Regions from separate parts of the Triticum aestivum genome. Here region 2 is linked to region 1. A link is a contact called in public Hi-C data. All regions are on one chromosome and are shown on one strand. Each heading gives the region's core, a stretch centred on a gene start, on an enhancer-like site or on the middle of the called end of the contact. The rest is flanking DNA. Distances are from core to core; before and after follow the strand shown.

What was found. Hi-C and Micro-C count contacts between places; a contact is called where the count stands out from the background.
Region 2: a contact with region 1 is called in a Hi-C map of leaf, with 4 times the contacts expected there. The contact joins the enhancer-like site here to the promoter of LOC123044400 in region 1. A contact is called at or near these places in 3 of 5 Hi-C or Micro-C datasets (all in leaf).

What each region holds. Positions count from the first base shown.
Region 1 is chr2B:209,557,046-209,562,233 of IWGSC CS RefSeq v2.1, reverse strand. It overlaps LOC123044400 (putative MO25-like protein At5g47540), which reads left to right and starts at 1,537. Exons shown (of 11, transcript XM_044467131.1): 1 at 1,537-2,013; 2 at 3,885-4,046; 3 at 4,180-4,298; 4 at 5,038-5,112. The coding sequence starts at 1,885.
Region 2 is chr2B:210,235,327-210,240,314 of IWGSC CS RefSeq v2.1, reverse strand. It overlaps LOC123044402 (U-box domain-containing protein 4), which reads left to right. Exons shown (of 2, transcript XM_044467133.1): 2 at 151-723. The coding sequence ends at 246. Among protein-coding and RNA genes, the nearest start is that of LOC123044402, 4.6 kb to the left of the region's middle. Within about 2 kb of position 1,479, at least 5 of the 8 cell types and tissues checked have an H3K27ac peak or open chromatin away from gene starts, as enhancers often do. A contact at or near this core is called in leaf, where this site is marked.

The DNA of each region.
Region 1 (5,188 bases), core at 288-2,787:
AACCTTAGTGAGAACAATCTTTTCTCTTGTCATCAACACTTTCCTTGTCGGGTTGGCACCCATGAATCATTCCAAATGTCCACGTGTGTTCCATCACCTACATGCCAAACATGTCCTCGTGTATTCATCTATATGCCTACCCAAAGACTGTGCCACATATAGAAGCACCCAAGTTTACTCATTATTGAGAAAACCAACCAAAACAAAAATACTTGGGTCTTAAAATGGAACACTAAGAATTGGGTACTCCCAATAGTCGCCAACATTGTCTAGATAATATTGACAGACTGAAATAATGAACATCTCGGAATCCCATATTCGCTTATATGGGATACATACTGAAACAATGCATATCCTTTTGCCTATCTTCATCTCACCACCAGCACGGGGACACAACTGATGTTATCCCATTGCAAATATGTTTAGCTATCTTGAAGTGTGACATTGCATAAGATGGTATTGCTTGCACATTTTAATAGAACTTGCCTCTTTTTCTCAAAAGACAAAATCTTTTCCTTCCATCCATTAAGTCTTCTTATTACCTTTTCCCACTAGATGTTGACCGCAATGTACTTATCTGTGATTTCTCCAAACATGATATTCAAAGCAACACATGCCTCCAATCTTGCCTCAATTGGTGTGCATGGACCGAAGAAAAGTACCATAGTTTGCATCACTCGACAACTGTCTTGATGCCGAACAATCAAACAAAACAAAAAATTGTAACCACACTGACATGAATTAGTGACCAAAGAGATTTATATTCTCTACACAACCATGTACCAAAAATTATGGCATGCTTTTGAAGGAGTCGTGTTAAAAGGCAAATTTACCGTATAATGTGCAATTGTACTACCATAGAGTAAAAGACACAAATGTTGTATCGTGACATAAAATTGCCTGGCGGTTAGACAAAATTTGTTCCCTTGCAACTGGCGGTTAGACTAGTTTTATCTCGTAAAAATGATACCGTGACATAAATACCAGACAATTTTTGGTGTATGAATTGGGAACATGTATCTTATGTATCTTCTAGGCGTGTTGAATGACGAGTGCGTTAAGTAGTTAGCACTCTGCACTTCATTTGTACAGACTTCTTTGCTTCAACCTTTTTCTGATGTTTAAGGACGATTTATTTTCATCCGCTGTGAGTTGCTCCTATGGTGTAGCAATGTAGACGACGTTACTCATCAAATTTCATGGGGTCCATGCGGGGTTCACCCGTGCAGGGAGGAAAAAAGGGCTATAGTGATGTGAAATGTACACATGCCATCAGAATTATTGCATTATCAAATTTGATGAAGGCTGGTATAGACTCGATTCAAATACGTTCGTATGATTTGAAAAGAAGTTTTGGATTGGATTTTAAAGCATACCGCGTGCGGCTCACCTAGGCGAAAAGTTCGGCAAGATCACGGAGTCCAAAGTTGATCACCCAATTTTCTGCAGGCCCGGAAGAGAAAAAAGCGGAGGAGAAAACGAGGCAGCGAGGAGCGGACGGGGCAAAGAAGCGTCGAGAAACAAACCACCGCCCCCCGGGCCCCAACCGACCCCCCCGCATCGCCCGTACCCGGTGGATAGAGCCATAGAGGGATCTCCGATCTCGGCCCTCCTGGCCAACACCGCCCCGCGCGACGAGTCCATCGCGAGCCCGGCATCCTCTCGACGGCAGAACCTAGCCTCCCCGCCGCGTCCCATCGGATCGTGTCCGTACCCTAGCGGAGGAGGAGGCGGGCGCCCTAGGAGGGGCATCGCGAGGTAGTCGTGGCGCTGTTCCGCGGCTGCTTCTCGTTCGGGTCGGCCGGGCGTAGAAGGCCCGCGGCCTCGCCCTTGCCCTCGCCGCCGCGCGCGACCGCCGCATCGGCATCGGACGACGGCGCCAAGATGAAGGGCCTCTTCAAGTCGAAGCCGCGGACGCCGGCCGACGTCGTGCGGCAGACGCGCGAGCTCCTCATCTACGTCGACCTCCACGCTGGCTCACGCGGCGCCGACCCCAAGCGAGAGGAGGAGAAGGTGAGATCGAATCCGGCCGGCCTCCCTGTTTCGATCCCCCGTCCCTGCCCACCGATTTGGCTCGGATCGCGCATGAGAGTGGAAACGTTTTATCCCTTGCTTGGTTTGGCCTGATTTGTGCCTCCGCACTCTTATTTCTATGAGCGTTACAGCGGGTAGAACGTTGCTGCTTGCGTGAGCGCTATGTATTATTCGTCGCTGCTCAATTTGCTGCTATTTAGGCCGTTGTAGGAATTAACTAGCTTACTTCATTGTAATCTATGATGATTACATGACTGTAGCATATAAAAAGGGGCTGCAGGAAGATACGTTTTTTGGTATCTGAGCATAACTAAGTTACTTAATTATGATAATGTTGCAGATGGGCCATGTGATAGATGGTAGGCGTTTACTCGTCATTCACAAATTCAATGTATGCTTACAATTTTGGTATATGAGCTGCTAGTCAATTACGATAATATTTTAGATGGGACATGTGATAGATGGTAGGCGGTTTACTCGTCATCCATAAATTCAATGTATGCTTACAATTTTGGTATATGAGCTTTAAGTCAATTACGATAATGTTGCAGATGGGCATGTGATAGATTATCAATGGCTTGCTTGCCATCATAAATTCATAATTCGATGTACGCTTTTTGTTAGCATACATCCAACGTAGGAAGCAGGATTGTGCAGCTAGAGTGAACGCCAAGCTTCTAAATTTGGACCCTCTTATCTGGCGACCGTTCGCTTGGAGGGGTGGCATTTGCGAACATTTTGACGACATTTTTAGTTGGTCCGGCTTGGCAGTTTCTTAAGAACAGCAGGGCATTTTCTGGAATGAAGGCTCAAAACTGCTATCCTCCCAGAAAATGCCATGTTGTTCTGAAGAAACTGCCACCCTCGATACAACTAAAACTGCCACGAAAAATGTTTGAGATGCCATGCTCTCCTGGCGAACGGTCGCCAGTTGGCTTTTCCGCTAAATTATGGGTCATGTAGTGGTCATGCCACTCAGCAGAGCAGGGCGAGCAGAGTGGTCGGAGGCTCTGGTGACTACAAAGATTGACATGGCAGCAGCTCTCTGCATGACATGGTACAAGGAACCTCCACACGGTGTCGTGGGCATTCCATAGGCGCCACATCCCAACAGCAAAGGGGGAGGGATCTAGGAAATGAGGGGCTGCACAGCGATCATACAATTAAGATTATACTTGGATAGTGAAAGTGGGATCAGTGGTGGCACATAGATCGGAGGTCAGAAAGAAGTCATGGAGACAGGCTAGAGCCAGTTCTGTTTCATCAACTGTCTCCCTCCACACAGCTTCCCTTCTATGCTGTTGTAGCTGATGTACATTGGTTTGCAAGCTAGCTCTTGAGCCCAATTGCTGCGAAACCGTGCAGCCCAACATACATGACCCCATGCCCGTGAGACTTCTCTAGTGAGTTGCTGACCGTGTGCACATATTAGGGCAAACTATGAAATTATTGATCTGCAATAACTAAACTATCTGAACTTAAGTAACTCTCCTTCGGGTCAGCATCACGGTGGAATAATTGCAAAGGCGTAACGACCCTGAACTATGTCTGAACTTGTTTATTATGCTCTGCATTACAGATTGCTATATGTGGCCTGCGAAGCCGCATATGGCAACTCAGCATAAAAATCTATACTTGAGCAATGAATGTCTTCTTAGAGTAATATTAGTGATAGCCTTTTAAAGATACTATTTTGAATATGGTGTTGGCACATGGCCATTTGATTGCTCTGATTTTATGCATTAGCGCGGAATTTTGGTCTTTTTCTCAAATTGTTCTGACAATAATACTTCTCGACTCAAATGATATGTTCCTGTATACTAACTGCAGCTTACATTATGTTTACGCAGATGGCAGAATTAAGCAAAAATATAAGGGATTTGAAGTGCATTCTGTATGGCAACGGCGAACATGAGCCTGTCACTGAAGCTTGCGTGCAATTGACCCAAGAATTCTTCAGAGAGAACACTTTACGATTATTAATTATGTGTGTTCCGAAAGTAAACCTGGAGGTATTTAACTTGTTTTGTATTTGTAGATCGTGACAAGACTATATAAATATTTTATTCAATTGATACCTTAGCGTTATTATTTGGATGTCTCAATCTCATAGATAACATTTATTTGCACTTTGGATTGTTGCAGACAAGGAAAGATTCTACTCAAGTTGTTGCAAATTTGCAACGACAGCAAGTCAACTCAAGGATACTTGCGTCGGAATACCTTGAGGCAAATAAAGATCTTTTGGACACCTTAATTTCTGGGTAAGTCCTAAGTAAATAAAGTTACACAGCGGTGCTTCTTTTAAAAGAATGTTTTCTTTTTTGAATCTTGATTTTTTATCTTTCTATATATTTTTTTATTTTGTGCTGTTACTGCTGCTTGGGCGCTCGCATTGACCTCCATGGCTCCATGTGACTGAAAGCTGCGTGCTTCTGTGCTCCATATATCACACTTTTAACTTAATAAATCTGGATGACCAAATGAAGACGCATACTATTGTTTCCTTTAAATTTGAATTTATACCATTGGATGCGTGTATTCTTCTGGTATTTATGAAATATATATTTATTACTAAATATAATTTGGCGAATGTTTATGCCCCCCTTCGTTCTTTTGTGGCTTGTGTCACATGATCGGAGTCAGTAACTGACATTCATGGCCATCTCCCAGCAACAGTACTGGGATGTTTGTCGAATTGATCTAGTTTGAATTCCTTTTGGTTATGAAATGAACATTTAGTGGATACTTGATTCATGTTCTATTTTCATGTATCAGGCTGCATGATGCATGATGGTAGAGTCTTTATATTTTTTAGACATAAAATTTGGCAATACATTTGCGAAGTAAGCAACTCATCTGTATACCATGACAATATATCAAATGTGGCCAGTTTTGTGAAGTTGCATTGGCTATATGGTTGTTGTTTCCAACTATTGCTTCTGTTTTCTTAATAACTTTTGTAATACTGTTGTTTGATTCATTTGTTTCTTGACCTCACAGGTACGAGGATACGGAGGTTGCTTTACATTATGGTGCAATGTTGAGGGAATGTATTCGCCATCAGAGTATTGCAAGGTGCCATTACTGGATTGGGATGCTGACATAATTGTATTGCATTTAGTCGTTGCGTCAAGCATAAACAAATTTATGC
Region 2 (4,988 bases), core at 230-2,729, 680 kb before region 1:
CTTTGCCACTAGAGTCTGTCTACTTTGTCATGAACTAGTCTGACAAAAAGAGGGATCTCACTCCATGCCTGCCTTGTATTTAATTTAGCTCAAGCTGAAAATCGTTCCTGAGTTCCAAGCCACTTATATGTTCAGTTGTGTGATTTGCAGGCCGAGACTTTGCTAGGTTACTTGCGTGAACAGCGACAAGGGGGCGGTGGCTGCCGAGCCGGACCAGGCGGCGCAGCTACGAGTATGGCTCGGTGACTCTTTGGTCATGCGACGCAGTCACGAGCTTGGCTAGGTAAATGCAGCACTGATATGGTGAAATGCAGAAAGTATGCTTGGTTTGTCTTTCACCTCGTCGTCTCTGTTCTTGATTCGGGCGTCGAGAACAGAGCAGCCCTATACGGATGGGGCGCGATGATCATGTGTAAATAACGGCCGGCTTTTGGCTCGGTTCTGTGAATATACATATGTGGTCTGCGACTGCGAGTGATGGAAGTTTAGATGGCTGGTCACTAACATCAGTTGGGAGGAGCATCCAGGTTATCTTAGGAGAGGACATGGATTGCTGCTCAGTTATGTGTGGTGTCGAGTTGTAGCTGTGTACAGGATGTATGTTAGGGTGGTAATATGGTAATGCCGGCTTGGCTTTGCGAGGTTATAGGGGAATGTTGGATAGCCAAACCATGTCTTTTTTTACTTGATGTTTGGAGTCCAAATCCCCCTTGTTCCGTTTTATGATCTAGCGTGACTTGTTTCGCCAAAATGTTTCCCGGTTTCTCCTGCTCCAGTTGGTCCGTTTCTACCGTTTTGTAGCTCAGGCACTCACACCATTTAACACTTACTACGACCTATGTAAACTAATATAAGACGTTTTTAAATCACTGATCTAAAATTTCTTATATTAGTTTACAGAGGGAGTGTTTACCTGATGTAACCCATATGGAAGCTGCTGCTCCCAGTGACTGGGTCACTGCAATAGCTGCGGTGTGGTCATGATCACTAACACAGCAATCGTGAACCAATGCATGCCAGTGTGGTATACCATGGTTGCACTCAAGAATTCATTCAACATTAAGCTGTCTGGCTGTCATAACTAGTGGGCCCCCCTTTGTGGCCGATCGACATAGGCTGTCTCGACTACTGGTTCCTGATGCAACACATGAACCAAAGATCAGGAATGCCAGCCGAACCTTGGCAGCAAGGGTTCGTGCAATGCTGGTGATAGGTTTCGGCTCCGAGGACAAGCTCCAGACCGGCGGTACGTCGCACAGCTATCATAATCTCGGGTCGCTGTCTTGGCTAGCTGGCCGAGTGACCCGTGTCTGAGTTGCCGCCTGTTCCTCGAAAGATGATTGGCGCTGTGTGTTTTCTAAGAAGAAATTTGGTCCCGTGAGCATGGGCGCTACATTGATTTAGCGTCGGAGTACGACCCGCCTAACGGATCGGGATGGCGAAGTTCCGTGGACGCAGCACAGTTTGACGCTGTTGGCCTGCGTCCTCCGGTCTCCAGAGCTGACGAGCTCCTCGTGTTGCTGTTGTTTATAGCTGTTGCTTACTGGGACGTGACAGGGACGCTGATTCTATCTGCTTGATCGCTCGCCTTTTGCGGTGGAAATGTGTGTTCATATTTACCAACCCAGTGGCAGGCCATGTTTTGACCCTGGTTTCGTGGGTCTTTTATCTCTGTTTTTTGAGCCGGAACAGCTTACGTCCATAGCTTGGAGTTTTCAGAGGCGCAACTACCACTTGTGGTTTTGTGCTGGAGTCAGAAGAAACAGCGTGAGCAAGCCCTCTCGCAAACCGCTGCTGCTACGAAACGCATAATTGGTCGGATGGCCCGTGTGGTCAGTCAGCACAGCACATAGAAAATGCCTGAATACATTCCAAATTGGAGGTGCCGCCGACGGCTCGCCAACAAGGGTCGCGCATCCGCGTCAGTCAGCCGGCCGCCGGCCATAAAATATGCAGCCGGCGTTACCTACCTGGCGCTCATTCATCCTGTGATCTTCTGTAAATAGAACACCCGCTCGCTCTTCTTTTCCGACCCAACACACTCACGCGGACTCGCTCGTTCGGCAGCTCGTGTCCTCGTCGTCGCGTGACAGGCGCTGTGCCGACGCCCAATTGCTGCACGAAACCTGAAGAAAGACAGAGAGAGACGCCGTGGCGGGGGGCTGGGCCGACGGAGATATTGTTCGGCGCGGTTGCGGACGCCGTGGACGCGCAGCGCCTGAACCGCCAAACTCTTCTTTGTTTTCATGTGGTGATGGCCGAAGCGATTGATGAATGAATGATGATGTCCCACCACGCATGGAGATGCCCCCATGCTGCTCCGTACGTAACGGCATCGGCCGGCCATGTGCGGACGCGAGGAGGTGCAGTTGCCTTGTACTACCGCACTTCTTCTCTGGGGTCAAGCGTTTTCACAGGGACCATAGATCTCGTACGTCCGGGACCTCCTTACCTACCAGTCTTCCGCCCACTAATCGAACCCCTGTTGAATGCACGGATCACTCCATTTCGCTGGTTGCTGTTCGCACACGAACACGTCACCGTACCCTCGGCGTCGAGCGCGATACGCAAGACACGTCGCCGAAGGAGGCTCACCGGAAGCGCGATACGCAAGACAATCCGGCGAGCTCTTTTGAAGATCCGAAACCCCACGCGACCGGGAGAGACCCTGTCTGGACGCACGGCGGTGATGGGCTGCCCTAGGTCGATTCGCCCGCCCCTATGACTTCGTAGATCGAAGCTCTTCGAAGTGAATAACTCCGATGAACGAGAAGCAGAAAACTAGGGTAGGAGATGAAACTTTGTAGATGGGTTTTACGATTGTGTGTTGTGTTTCAATCGGGTCACCCCTCATGTATATAAGAGGCGGCTGGACTTCCCATGCAAGGAAAAGTTATAATTCACGTCCAAAACCCTAATTTGGGTTCCATTCGGACTGCTTAATCTGAACTTTCCAAAACTGTTCGGTCTAAAAATTGACTGCACTTTGTGGTTCATTTTTGGGGTAGTGAACAACCTCAGATCAAAATCTTGTAAGAAGCAAATTTAACCTTTTCAACGAGACGAACAACTTCCATGTTGAACATTTTTTTGATTCGAGGCCATCTTCAGGACCGAATCGCTCGCGCAAAACGGACTGTCATTTGCGCCACCCATCAGACACCATGTCTGATGGGGCGAGCAAGTTTTTCCTCGTGATAGGGCCGTATTTAAATGGCTCTAATTTTTACATACGATCTCAAATTAAGATGACTTTTATATCCAAACCGACCGTTTTGACGAACGAAGACAATTCGTGTACAAAGATTTCTCATTTGAGGCCGCGTAATCGGCCAAACAGTGCTCTGGATACAAAATCTCAGTATTTCGAGCACCACTTCGGCCTTCGAGATGAGATCCGATGCCGATCGACCAAACTTCAAAGATGTTCGTGTCGACAATACCGAACTTTTTCATGTAGATCGCTTCTCGATTTGAGATCATCTTAACTGCATTTCGTACCATGCCAAAATCTAGTGTCAACACATGCCCCCATGTTTTTCGGCAAAGCTTGAATGCTGAAAAATAGTTTGCATCTGTTTGTTCTAAGGACGATGTCAACACTCCATCGACCATTTGTATTTCTCATGGCGATAATTATGTATCGGCCATGATTTATGCTAAGGGCGATAATTATTTATCGGCCATGTCTTTGCTTAGGGCGATAGTGTAAGATCGAAAGTATGTTTAGAGGGAGGGGGGGGGGGGTAATTGGACTACTTGACCAAATAAAAATCTAGCCTTTTCCCAATTTTAAGTCTTGGCATATTTTAGCAATTTAGCACTAGTCAAGCAAACAACCTACACATGCAATTCTAAGATTATAGCAGCGGAATGTAAATCATTGCATATGAAGGTAAATAGGAGGAGTTTGGAGGGAGCAAACGCAATGTAGACACGGAGATTTTTGGCGTGGTTCCGATAGGTGGTGCTATCGTACATCCACGTTGATGAAGACTTCAACCCACGAAGGGTAATGGCTGCGTGAGTCCACGAGGGGCTCCACCCACGAAGGGTCCACGAATAAGCAACCTTGTCTATCCCACCATGGCCATTGCCCACGAAGGACTTGCCTCACTTGGGTAGATCTTCATGAAGTAGGCGATCTCCTTGCCCTTACAAACTCCTTGGTTCAACTCCACAATCTTGACGGAAGCTCCCAAGTGGCACCTAACCAATCTAGGAGACACCACTCTCCAAAAGGTAATAGATGGTGTGTTGATGATGAACTCCTTGCTATTGTGCTTCAAATGATAGTCTTCCCAACACTCGACTCTCTCTCACAGATTTGGACATGGTGGAAAGATGATTTGAGTGGAAAGCAACTTGGGGAAGGCTAGAGATCAAGATTCTTGTGGTTGGATTAGAATGTCTTGGTCTCAACACATGAGTAGGTGATTCTCTCTTAGAAAATGAGTAGTGGAAGTGTACGCACGTTCTGATAGCTCTCTCCACGAATGGAGAATGGGTGGAGGGGTATATATAGCCTCCACACAAAATCTAACCATTACACACAAATTCCCAATCTCGGTGAGACCGAATAGTGAAACTCGGTCAGACCGATTCAGTTCAAAATGTGAATGTTAGGCTTTTCGATGGGACCGACAACATCAAATCGGTGGGACCGATGTGCTAGGGTTAGGGCATAACTTGATCTCGGTAAGACCGATCACATGAACTCGGTGGGACCGATTTCAGTAGTAGGCAACTAGAGAGTTGGCCGGGCAAACTCGGTGGGACCGACCGCTCATTTCGGTGAGACCGGAACGTTACGAAAAGGAAACAAAGAGTTTGCATTGGGAACTTGGTGGGACCGATCGCTCATTTTGGTTGGACCGAAACGTTATGAAGGGAAACAAAGAGTTTGCAATACCATCTCGGTGAGACCGAGATCCCTATTGGTGAGACCGAACTGATTAGGGTTCATAGCAGTGGCTATGTCAAATGAG